Regions from separate parts of the Danio rerio genome. Here all the other regions are linked to region 2. A link is a contact called in public Hi-C and HiChIP or PLAC-seq data. All regions are on one chromosome and are shown on one strand. The core of a region is the stretch at or near the end of the contact, and the rest is flanking DNA. Distances in the headings are between cores, read along the strand shown.

Evidence for each region. A called contact is a pair of places that touch in the nucleus more often than the background predicts. HiChIP or PLAC-seq counts read pairs in DNA pulled down with a chosen protein or histone mark.
Region 1: a contact with region 2 is called in a Hi-C map of hematopoietic stem cells, with 3 times the contacts expected there. The contact joins two enhancer-like sites. A contact is called at or near these places in 9 of 18 Hi-C or Micro-C datasets (embryo, fibroblasts, hematopoietic stem cells and 1 more) and 1 of 4 datasets of contacts at active chromatin or transcription factors (caudal fin).
Region 3: an H3K4me3 HiChIP or PLAC-seq map of embryo shows a contact between it and region 2, with 3 times the contacts expected there. The contact joins the promoter of pax7b here to the enhancer-like site in region 2. A contact is called at or near these places in 2 of 18 Hi-C or Micro-C datasets (embryo and hematopoietic stem cells) and 2 of 4 datasets of contacts at active chromatin or transcription factors (caudal fin and embryo).

Annotation. Positions count from the first base shown.
Region 1 is chr23:23,748,962-23,752,158 of GRCz12tu, reverse strand. It overlaps errfi1b (ERBB receptor feedback inhibitor 1b), which reads right to left. Exons shown (of 4, transcript XM_689863.10): 4 at 2,186-3,197. Among named protein-coding and RNA genes, the nearest start is that of errfi1b, 8.7 kb to the right of the region's middle. Within about 2 kb of position 1,833, at least 16 of the 62 cell types and tissues checked have an H3K27ac peak or open chromatin away from gene starts, as enhancers often do.
Region 2 is chr23:23,897,154-23,900,126 of GRCz12tu, reverse strand. It overlaps a transcript of kcnab2b not described here. Among named protein-coding and RNA genes, the nearest start is that of kcnab2b, 79 kb to the left of the region's middle. Within about 2 kb of position 1,391, at least 3 of the 62 cell types and tissues checked have an H3K27ac peak or open chromatin away from gene starts, as enhancers often do.
Region 3 is chr23:23,766,592-23,769,791 of GRCz12tu, reverse strand. pax7b (paired box 7b) reads right to left here and starts at 1,347. Exons shown (of 9, transcript NM_001146149.2): 1 at 833-1,347. The coding sequence starts at 917. All of the region lies in intron 6 of LOC141380486 (a long non-coding RNA gene), which reads left to right.

The sequences.
Region 1 (3,197 bases), core at 584-3,083, 150 kb after region 2:
CGTAGTGTATGAGTGTGTGTGTGTGTGTGTGTGTGTGTGTGTGTGTGTGTGTGTGTGTGTGTGTGTGTGTGTGTGTGTGTGTGTGTGTGTGTGTGTGTGTGTGTGTGTGTGTGTGTGTGTGTGTGTGTGTGTGTGTGTGTGTGTGTGTGTGTGTGTGAATGAATGTTTCCCAGAGATGGGTTGCAGCTGGAAGGGCATCCGCTGCGTAAAATAAGTTGGCGTTTCATTCCGCTGTGGCGACCCCTGATTAATAAAGGGACTAAGCCGACAAGAAAATGAATGAATGTATGAGTGAAGTTTGTTTGACTTTTAAATTATTAGTATGACAATAAATATCAAACAAAATCTATGTCAAGACAACATTTCAAAAAAGCAAGAAGGCTTTGGGTTGCTTTTGAGTATCCACGATCCAGTCAGGATTTATGTTCAGAAAATAAAATTTTATAAAACTATATGCTCACTTTCTCTACATTTTGTAAAATGTTTATATTTAAATGCGTATATATAAATCATTCTTAATTCTTATTTCTTGAACATGAGTGTGATTATTAAATGTCATAGCTGTCACGTGGAACGGGAGATTCATAAAAAGGCTGTGCAGCAACTGAACTGATGCTTTCATGTCAGTATAAACCAAAATCTCTAATGAATGTTTTCAGCACCTTTCTTCCGAGTCTACAAATAACAAGCCGTTCCTGAGGCAATATGTGATACTTTTCTGGCAAGAGATATAAATAGCTGAGTGTAGGTTGTTTCTCACTTAGGACAGGAGATGGCGCTGCTTGACTGTTTTAATTTTCCAAAATGAATAAAAAAAGTTTTTCAACCATCTATTTCAAAGAAAGAACTTAAATCAATCTGTTGTGGTAATTCTGCAGTTACCGTGATAATACAGCTATATTAATATAAACAAACCACCCAATACTGTAAATGATTTCTACAATTATAATATTATACTACACCAGTTTACTGTAGTAAAAAAAGTATACAACAGTATTTATTACAGTTTATCAATTCAGTGTTGATACTACACTAGCTATAGCAATTATTAACAAAGAGTTGGAAATATTTCCACTACTAAAAATCCAGCTTAGACCTGCCTAGGATGGTTGGCTGGTTTTAGCTGGTCGACCAGCCTGGTTTTAGAGGGCTTTTGGCCACTTCCAGCCTGGTTTTAGTTGGACAGACTGGGAGATGACCAGCTAAAACCAGCTTGACCAGCCTAGCCAGGCTGGGAGCCCAGCCAAAACCAGCTGTGTCCAGCTTAAACCAGGATGGTCAAGCTGGTTTTAGCTGGTCACTTTCCAGCCTGACCAGCTAAGACCAGGCTGGAAATGGTTGGAAACTAGCCTGGAAGTGGTCAAAACCCCTAAAACCAGGCTGGTCGATCAGCTAAAACCAGCCAACCATCCTAGGCTGGTTTAAGCTGGATTTGTCAGCAGGGACACAGTAGAATATACTTTACTATAGTAAGGTTTAAATACACTGTAGTATTTACTCTACTTATTACAATACTATTGTTTTATTGTTGGTTATTTTTGTTATTTGTTGACAAAAAGTACCTGTAGATGGCACGACGGAGATTATAGACAGTTTTCATATTTAGTTTTTAAATGTTTACAAGTGTGGGCTCTTACAACAAATCAGCCATAATATTTACGTACAGTACATGTAGACATTTAATTCCTTTGGTAGTTATATGTGGTCATACAATTACATCAGGGGAAACAACACTTGGTATTCACAGCAGAAACACTGAAGCACAGTGGTGAGTCACCGAGGGGTGCTTACTTTAGAAATATTCCACTTCTCTGTAACTTTTCGCACGTTGATGTGGTGGTATTTTAAAAGGAAGTGACTCAGGCTGGAGTTCCTAAAGACTTAACAGTCTCCTTACTATCACGGATTTGAGCAAACAACAGAGATAAAGACTCTGGAATCACAATAAAGCTGATATCACCCCACCTTAGCATACTGATAAGCCAGTGGAGCTGCCAGGCCTGACTTGTAAAGACTGGTTTGAACACAAAGAATCGGTATTATTCACTCGTCGTATATAGGAGATAAGTGATGTCATCTTGGTTGATTCCTTTGATATGACAAGGCGTGCCATGATGAGTGAATTATAGTTTGAAACTAATAAAAAAAACATCACAACACAGCAATTCAAATAAATCAAAGAATCTTCATACAAATAAGTTACTTTATTTAAATAGTCTGGTGTGAAAAACTACACCAATACTGTACATTTTAGAAGTGCATGTTTCCTCAGCAGATGAAACAAAGTCAGTTAACATTAGCCTTCACACAGAAAACAGGTCATTTCGTTTGATGAACAAAAACAAGAGTAGCTCAAAATGTAAACAACTACTGGTCTGATAATGTCAAGATTAAAAAAATAAAATAACTTTCTCAACTTAAAGTAACAAAATATGAAACACAAGGCCAGGACCAATCATAGGCTTTCATTTACGACTTTCCTTTGTAGTAAATATTTCAATGAAGCAACTTCATAGTAAACGGTTTAAAAAGACAGCAAAATATCATTCACCAACAGCTGAATTACACCCAGTGTCCAGCGTTTTGACACTAAATGGCAAGGCAGTGGCATTTCTGCCCTTGTAACAGACGTTAGCAAAATGAAACTGCAAGTGCCACTCTTTAAAGAAACAAATAGATTGGTTTGCAATTAATCTATGTGGCCAGTAAAGAAAGAAACAGGACAAAACACTTTGATTAATGCTCACAATGAGACCTCAATACTAACCCCTATGTCCAGTCCTTTCCATTTGTTACTGTTCGTACCTTTGCAACTCGTTTTTGATCACCACACTTTTCACTGGTGGCATTGTTCAGAACCTGCCTTATAAAAACACCCAATAAGCTCTTTAAATTATTCAAAATTCAGATGAGCATTACTACTAATACTTGACTGTTTTCTTTAATATCTAAACTCATACTGTTGATGAGTTTTGCGTGATATAGCACTCCATACTACAGAGAGGGGAGAAAAATAATAAGACCAGCTTATACTCAGGTTACACAGTGTTAACGGTGTAACAGTTCATCTTTTTCCTTCATGAAAGGATACTGCACACACTTAATTTAACATACAGCATGGAAAAAAAGTACAACAACAAAAACAGACACCAATAAATAGGGCATCACGATTTGGGGGTTTAAACATAATTGTAATT
Region 2 (2,973 bases), core at 142-2,641:
ACATTACTTTTTCTGACCTGGTCCTAGAAAGAACTTCTGACCTAAGTTCTTTCAGAACTTTTTTTTTTCCTTTACTTTTTTTTTAAAAAGTGCAATCACTGTCCATTCAGGTCATCCTCTTTTCCTTTTCTTCTATGTGTTCAAAATAAAGAAATATTTATATCGCAGAAATGTAAGGCTCTGCCATCTTTTTTTTTTTGCCTGTTTTAAAAGCTAATTAATTTAACTAAAAAGCAACTCAAATATTATTACTCAATTTTGAAAAGTAATTCGTTATTTCACTCGTTACTTAATATTATTACCTAACTCACGTTAGTTGTAATGAGTTACCCCCAACACTTATAGTGTATAAGTGTGTGAATGAGAGTGTGTATGGGTTGTGGCTGGAAGGCCATCTGCTGCATTAAACATATGCCGGAATAGTCGGCGGTTCATACCGCTGTGGCGACATCTGATAAATCATAGACTAAGATGAAAGAAATTAATGTTTTAAAAGATTAATGTACTAGATTTTCGATCAAATACATATCAAAGCCTTAGTGAACATAAATTCAAGAACATAAGAAATTCTGTACTAACATTTTGAATTGTAGTGAATTATGATGGAAACATTATTTTATTGTAAAACAAGGTGTTTAAAACCAACAGAGAAAATCAACAAGAAGCAACTCCTTTCATAAATGTTCATTCATTTTCTTTTCGGCTTAGTCCCTTTATTAATCTGGGGTCATCACAACGGAATGAACCGCCAACTAATCCAGCACATGTTTTACGCAGCGGATGTCCTTCCAGCTGCAACCCAAATGCAGGAAACATCCATACACACTCATACACTACGGACAATTTAGCTTACCCAATTCACCTATTCTGAATGTCTTTGGACTGTGGGGGAAACCGGAGCACCTGGAGGAAACTCCACACAGGAATGCCAACAGACCCAGTCGAGGCTCAAACCAGCAACCTTCTTGCTGTGAGGCGACAGCACTACCTACTGCGTCACCATCTTTCATAAATGTACCACGCACAAAGCATCTAAATGAACTTAAACTGCACAATTGTCATTGCGGCAGTGTGAACCGCTGTGTGGCTCCACATAACAGGGTGTTTTTATTATGCTTTCAACATGTCTTAGCTACAATATGCATGACATGTATGCCTGCAGAGCTTTTGGGGTTTCTCCCCTCTGTCCTCAGACCAGCCCCACATGCCTTGTATCACTCACACCTAACGTCAAATCAACACCTTCGGCTACAGCAGCCCTCGGCCTCCATTACAACACCCACCGGAAAAAGACAACTGATCCGGCTGAAGGAAATGTTGCCATGCGCTGTAATAAAGACACTGGGATTATAAGCAATGACTCACAGCTTCACTGCTCGCGCTGCTTCTGCCCGCCATCATGGAGGAGACTGATGTCTTTATGAGGCGATGGTGATGAAATGTTGCATAGCGCGATCCTCTCCAATGTGGGAAACAAGAGGAGCCATTGAGGAGGGCAGGATAAGCCCATGATTAGATTTACAGGCTATTTAGTTGGTATTGGGAGAGGGAAATTCACCGCTTCTCTATGTATCAAGTGGGACACAACCTCATACCACTAAGGTGACCCAGCAAACAATTTTGTCTTTAATAGAGGTATAATAGAAATTTAAACATACACAGCTTGGCTAAAATAAGGCTAAACTTGGACTGTTTGTGAAAATCTAATAGACATCAAAGAATAACCCAAAACTAGACTAGTCGTCAAATAGAAAGACTTTATTTGTGTAGTCATTCATCATTCTTTCATTTTCTTGTCTGCTTAGTCCCTTTATTAATCCGGGGTCGCCACAGCGGAATGAACCGCCATCTTATCCAGCAAGTTTTTACAAAGCGGATGCCCTTCCAGCCACAACCCATCTCTGGGAAACATCCACACACACACTCATACACTACAGACAATTTAGCCTACCCAATTAACCTGTACCACATGTCTTTGGACTGTGGGGGAAACCGGAGCACCCAGAGGAAACCCATGCAAAGGCAGGGAGAACATGCCAACTGAGCCGAGGTTCGAACCAGTGACCCAGCAACCTTCTTGCTGTGAGGCGACAGCACTACCTACTGTGCCACTGCCTCGCCTGTAGTCATTCATTTTTGCTTATTTGATGACTAGTTTTGGCCTATTCCTAGACGTCTATTAGCTTTTCACTGACGGCCCAAATTTAGCCTTGTTTTAGCCAAGATGACTATGTTTAGATATCTATTAGACACCTATTGGTCATCTTTTAAAAACAAAAAAATGTTTACTGGTGAACCTGATTGTTAGGTTGTGATAATTCATATAGAAAAGGAGGCCAATTTACACAGAAAAGCCTTTTCAGGCTTTTACCTTGTCATTGAGTCATTAAGTCAAGTCATATTACTTTTAGTGCATTTCACCGTGTAGATTGTGTCAAAGCCATTTTACATACACTCTACAAAAAAAGTTTTTTACTTCAATTTTTAAAGTTGAACCAGTTTAGTCATTTCAACTTGTATAAATTAATCTGACTTAAAATGAACACTCCACTTTTTGCAAAGTCCCCTTAAAAAGTATACCATTTTGAATAAATTCAGCTGATCTTTGGGTCTGGCAGAAGCACGCTAAGCTAAAAGTGCTCACGCCAGACCCGGCGATCAGCTGAAAGGATTCCAAAATGCTCAAATGCAACTATAAATTAAAGTTTAACTGAAAAAAAAAATTGTTGAAACCTGATTAACTTACTCAAATAAGTTGAAGTAAAAACACGTATTGTCATGACTTTTTTGTTTATCAAATTATTTTGTATATAGTGTAATAGATCAGTGGTTCCCAAAGTGTGGGTTGGGACCTCCTGGGGGTCGGATTTGCTTGGCGTTTTATAAAAATATCATATTTTGTTATTAAACTATTAGAATGACCATATTTTATCCATAACCTGCAGTAGATATAAATAATATTTAATAGTTACA
Region 3 (3,200 bases), core at 98-2,597, 130 kb after region 2:
TAAATTTTACACTCATAAATAACAATTAGGCCTACTATTTAAATGTAGGATTAATAAAAAATATTTTAAAATATATCGTATTTAATTGGTATGACAAATAGGAAAACAATTAAATACAATTAAATGGAATCATAAACCTGCTTTGTTACAAAATGCAATAAAATAATAATGGGATATTTTTATTTAAAACAAAATAATATAGTTTAAAACAAAAAAAAGTATGATTTACATCAAACTTTAAGCTTTTGTCGTTCAACATTCTCATGCGAAGTGAGATAAAATAATTATTCTTCCTGTCAATAAATGAACTAAATTAACCAGAGAATTCTGTTAAATAGAAATGAAAATAATTTCTTCAGTGGACCTCTCGGCCTGGATGCGTCCTACTTCATTATCCGCAGTGCTGTTGTATAAATATTAGTATGCTATTATCCTTTGTGCATTCTGGATTCACTTCACCACTAGATCATTTCAACAAATCCTACACTGACAGGCAGGCTTAGTGTTTGGACGTTTTATTTGACCCACTTAAATACTAACCTAATGGCCTTGTAAAAAGTTTTTTTTTCGCATGCAAGGAATATGCGCAAGCTTTCTGAACAAAACATAAAATGCAATAAAGCCACAAAAAATCGACACAAGTAGGCCTATATATTTCAAGCTTTCCGACGCGAAAACTCAATTTTGGACTTCTGCTTAAATCAACTTTTCTTAAAACAGGCCTGTTAAAATCGTGTAGTGTTAAAATGTTTTTTAGAGCTGCCATAATTTACAACAATAAATGACTTATAACAAAAAAAAATAAAAATCACCCTACACCCGTCCAACCAACCTTCCAAGGGGAATCCGGTGCGGGGATAGTTCTGTCCTGGAGCCGGTCGCATCATTCGCGGTACTGTTCCCGGTAAGGATGACATTCTACTTGAATAAATGACGAGGCACAATGAGGCTGATGTTTAAACTGAGAAAGCAAGTCCAGACTTGTTGATGAATGTTTCCTTAATGACTAAAAATGAACAGAAGTCCAATCTTCACCAAAAACAGAAAAAATTTAAAAATGTTATCCAGCCAGACTATTGCGGGGATGTGAAACCTCCAAAAAATCAAACACAGATAAACTGTCGTTTCGTGCGGAGGGGGTCATGAGCAAAATAACTACCGCAAGAACAAGATGCAGCGCGCGCCAGGGAGGGGGTACTCCAAACGCTCTCGAGTGAACAAAGGTTACTTAATTCTTTGCAGTGTTTTCTTAAAAGGTCTGATAGTTTTGGTTGACAAAGTCTGCTTAGGGGTTGGGAGTAGTTGAAGTGGATAACTTTAGCGCGCGGTGTAGGAGGGGTGTCGTGCGCACCGATAGGCTCTCGCAGTCTTCTTTTATTCATGTGGGCATGGAGGGGAACGAGCAAGTTTTTTTTCGACCAATCACAAAAAGCAGAGGGTAAGACCAACACGCACGCACACGCGGAGTGCCTTGCTTTTTATTCACTCCATCAGACCTTTGAGCACAAAACAATGCCAACGTTTGATTGATCGATTTCTATTTAGATAGCAAGGCCTAAAAGTAATACACGCTATCAAACTGCACTTCTTTATATAATTATATCATTTAATTCTATTTTGTCATATAAGAATCTATAGATACATGTGTTTTGTTCATAGCCTCTTAGTGTACAACTACAGCATTGGCCTTGTATTCCATTAAACACAATTGTGAAACTCAAATAGATGTTTGAGGAACAAAAGAAGGCGCAGAGGTTCTTGCACCAGTCGGTCGATTAAAACACATTTTGTGTTTGTGCTAATTAATTCTTATGTTATACAACCGCATAGAATTTTAAAATACAGATAAGCTCAATGTTCCCAGTAGGACTTTTTAAACCGGGAATTGCTTAAGTAGCGCAATGATCTACTTTAACAATTTCTTAAACATTTAACCAAATGTCTAATAGAAAAACCAAAGCAAGTTCGTTAGTTTTACAAAACGAATAAATATGGCATGTTTACAGAATTGGTGTAGCGAATAACCAAAAACCTCAATTAAATGATTACTGGACATTATTTAAATGCCAAAATTAACAACATTATAAAGCAAAAAAAGCGATTTCAAAAAAATGTTCGGCTGATGAACAGGAGACACCCCTAAATTTTTTTCATTAATATATATATATATATATATATATATATATATATATATATATATATATATATATATATATATATATATATATATATATATATATATATATATATGAAAGCGTTATAAGCATTGCATTTACATCCAAATATTAAAGTATAAAATATATCTAAAATATGAAATGTAAACTGAAACAATTCAGGTGATGCATAACAAATTCATCGTCAGTCAGCATAGATTGACTGTCTAAATCCCAATCTACTGCATTTATGTATAAATTAGGGAGATGATTAACTATTGCCAAAACTATGATTGGCAGCGAACATCAAACACTGGAATCCAACTTAAGACCAGACAGGCAGTAATGACTTGAAAGCTAGGCTTTGTTGTTAACAATGGCATCGTTAATTTGTGTGCATTGCTGGTTAATATATACTTCCACATGACTAAGCATGTCACTTCCCAAGGGACCAGTAGCTCGAATGCCTTTGTGGTCTCAAACAGACGTCGGGGTGAAGCAAGGCACAACTGCTGGTGGCACGAGTTTTTGGGGCAACTCGAGCAGACTTCACCAAATCAGACTATAAAGGCTAAGAAAATGCATTTAAATTTAGCTACTCTGGGAGAGTTGGACACAATCATCATTTCAATTTTCACATTGCTCCCACCAACATGTTTTTTTTAACAAATATAAAGAAATGCGCAAATGCAATATTTTAAAATTCGTTCAACAATATTGAAAACTGATTTTTAGTAAATAATTGATTATTAAAAAATAACAATACAATGCAAACCTAGACTACAAATTATTTTTACCCTCAATTTTGTTGCTCGTGTGTCCATTAAACGTCATAAAACAACAATAAAACTAAAAGCAAATTATTTCCTTAGGACCTTTCTTTGACTTGTTTCCCCAGAATAAATAGGATCTAGACCAAACGATTTCATTAGAGTGACAGTAGAGTGTAATAATTCATAATAAATAAATAAAAAATTATGGTGATGAATATTACTACTATTAGGCTACTACTACTACATGCGAACAGAATCCAAAACTTTATTAAAA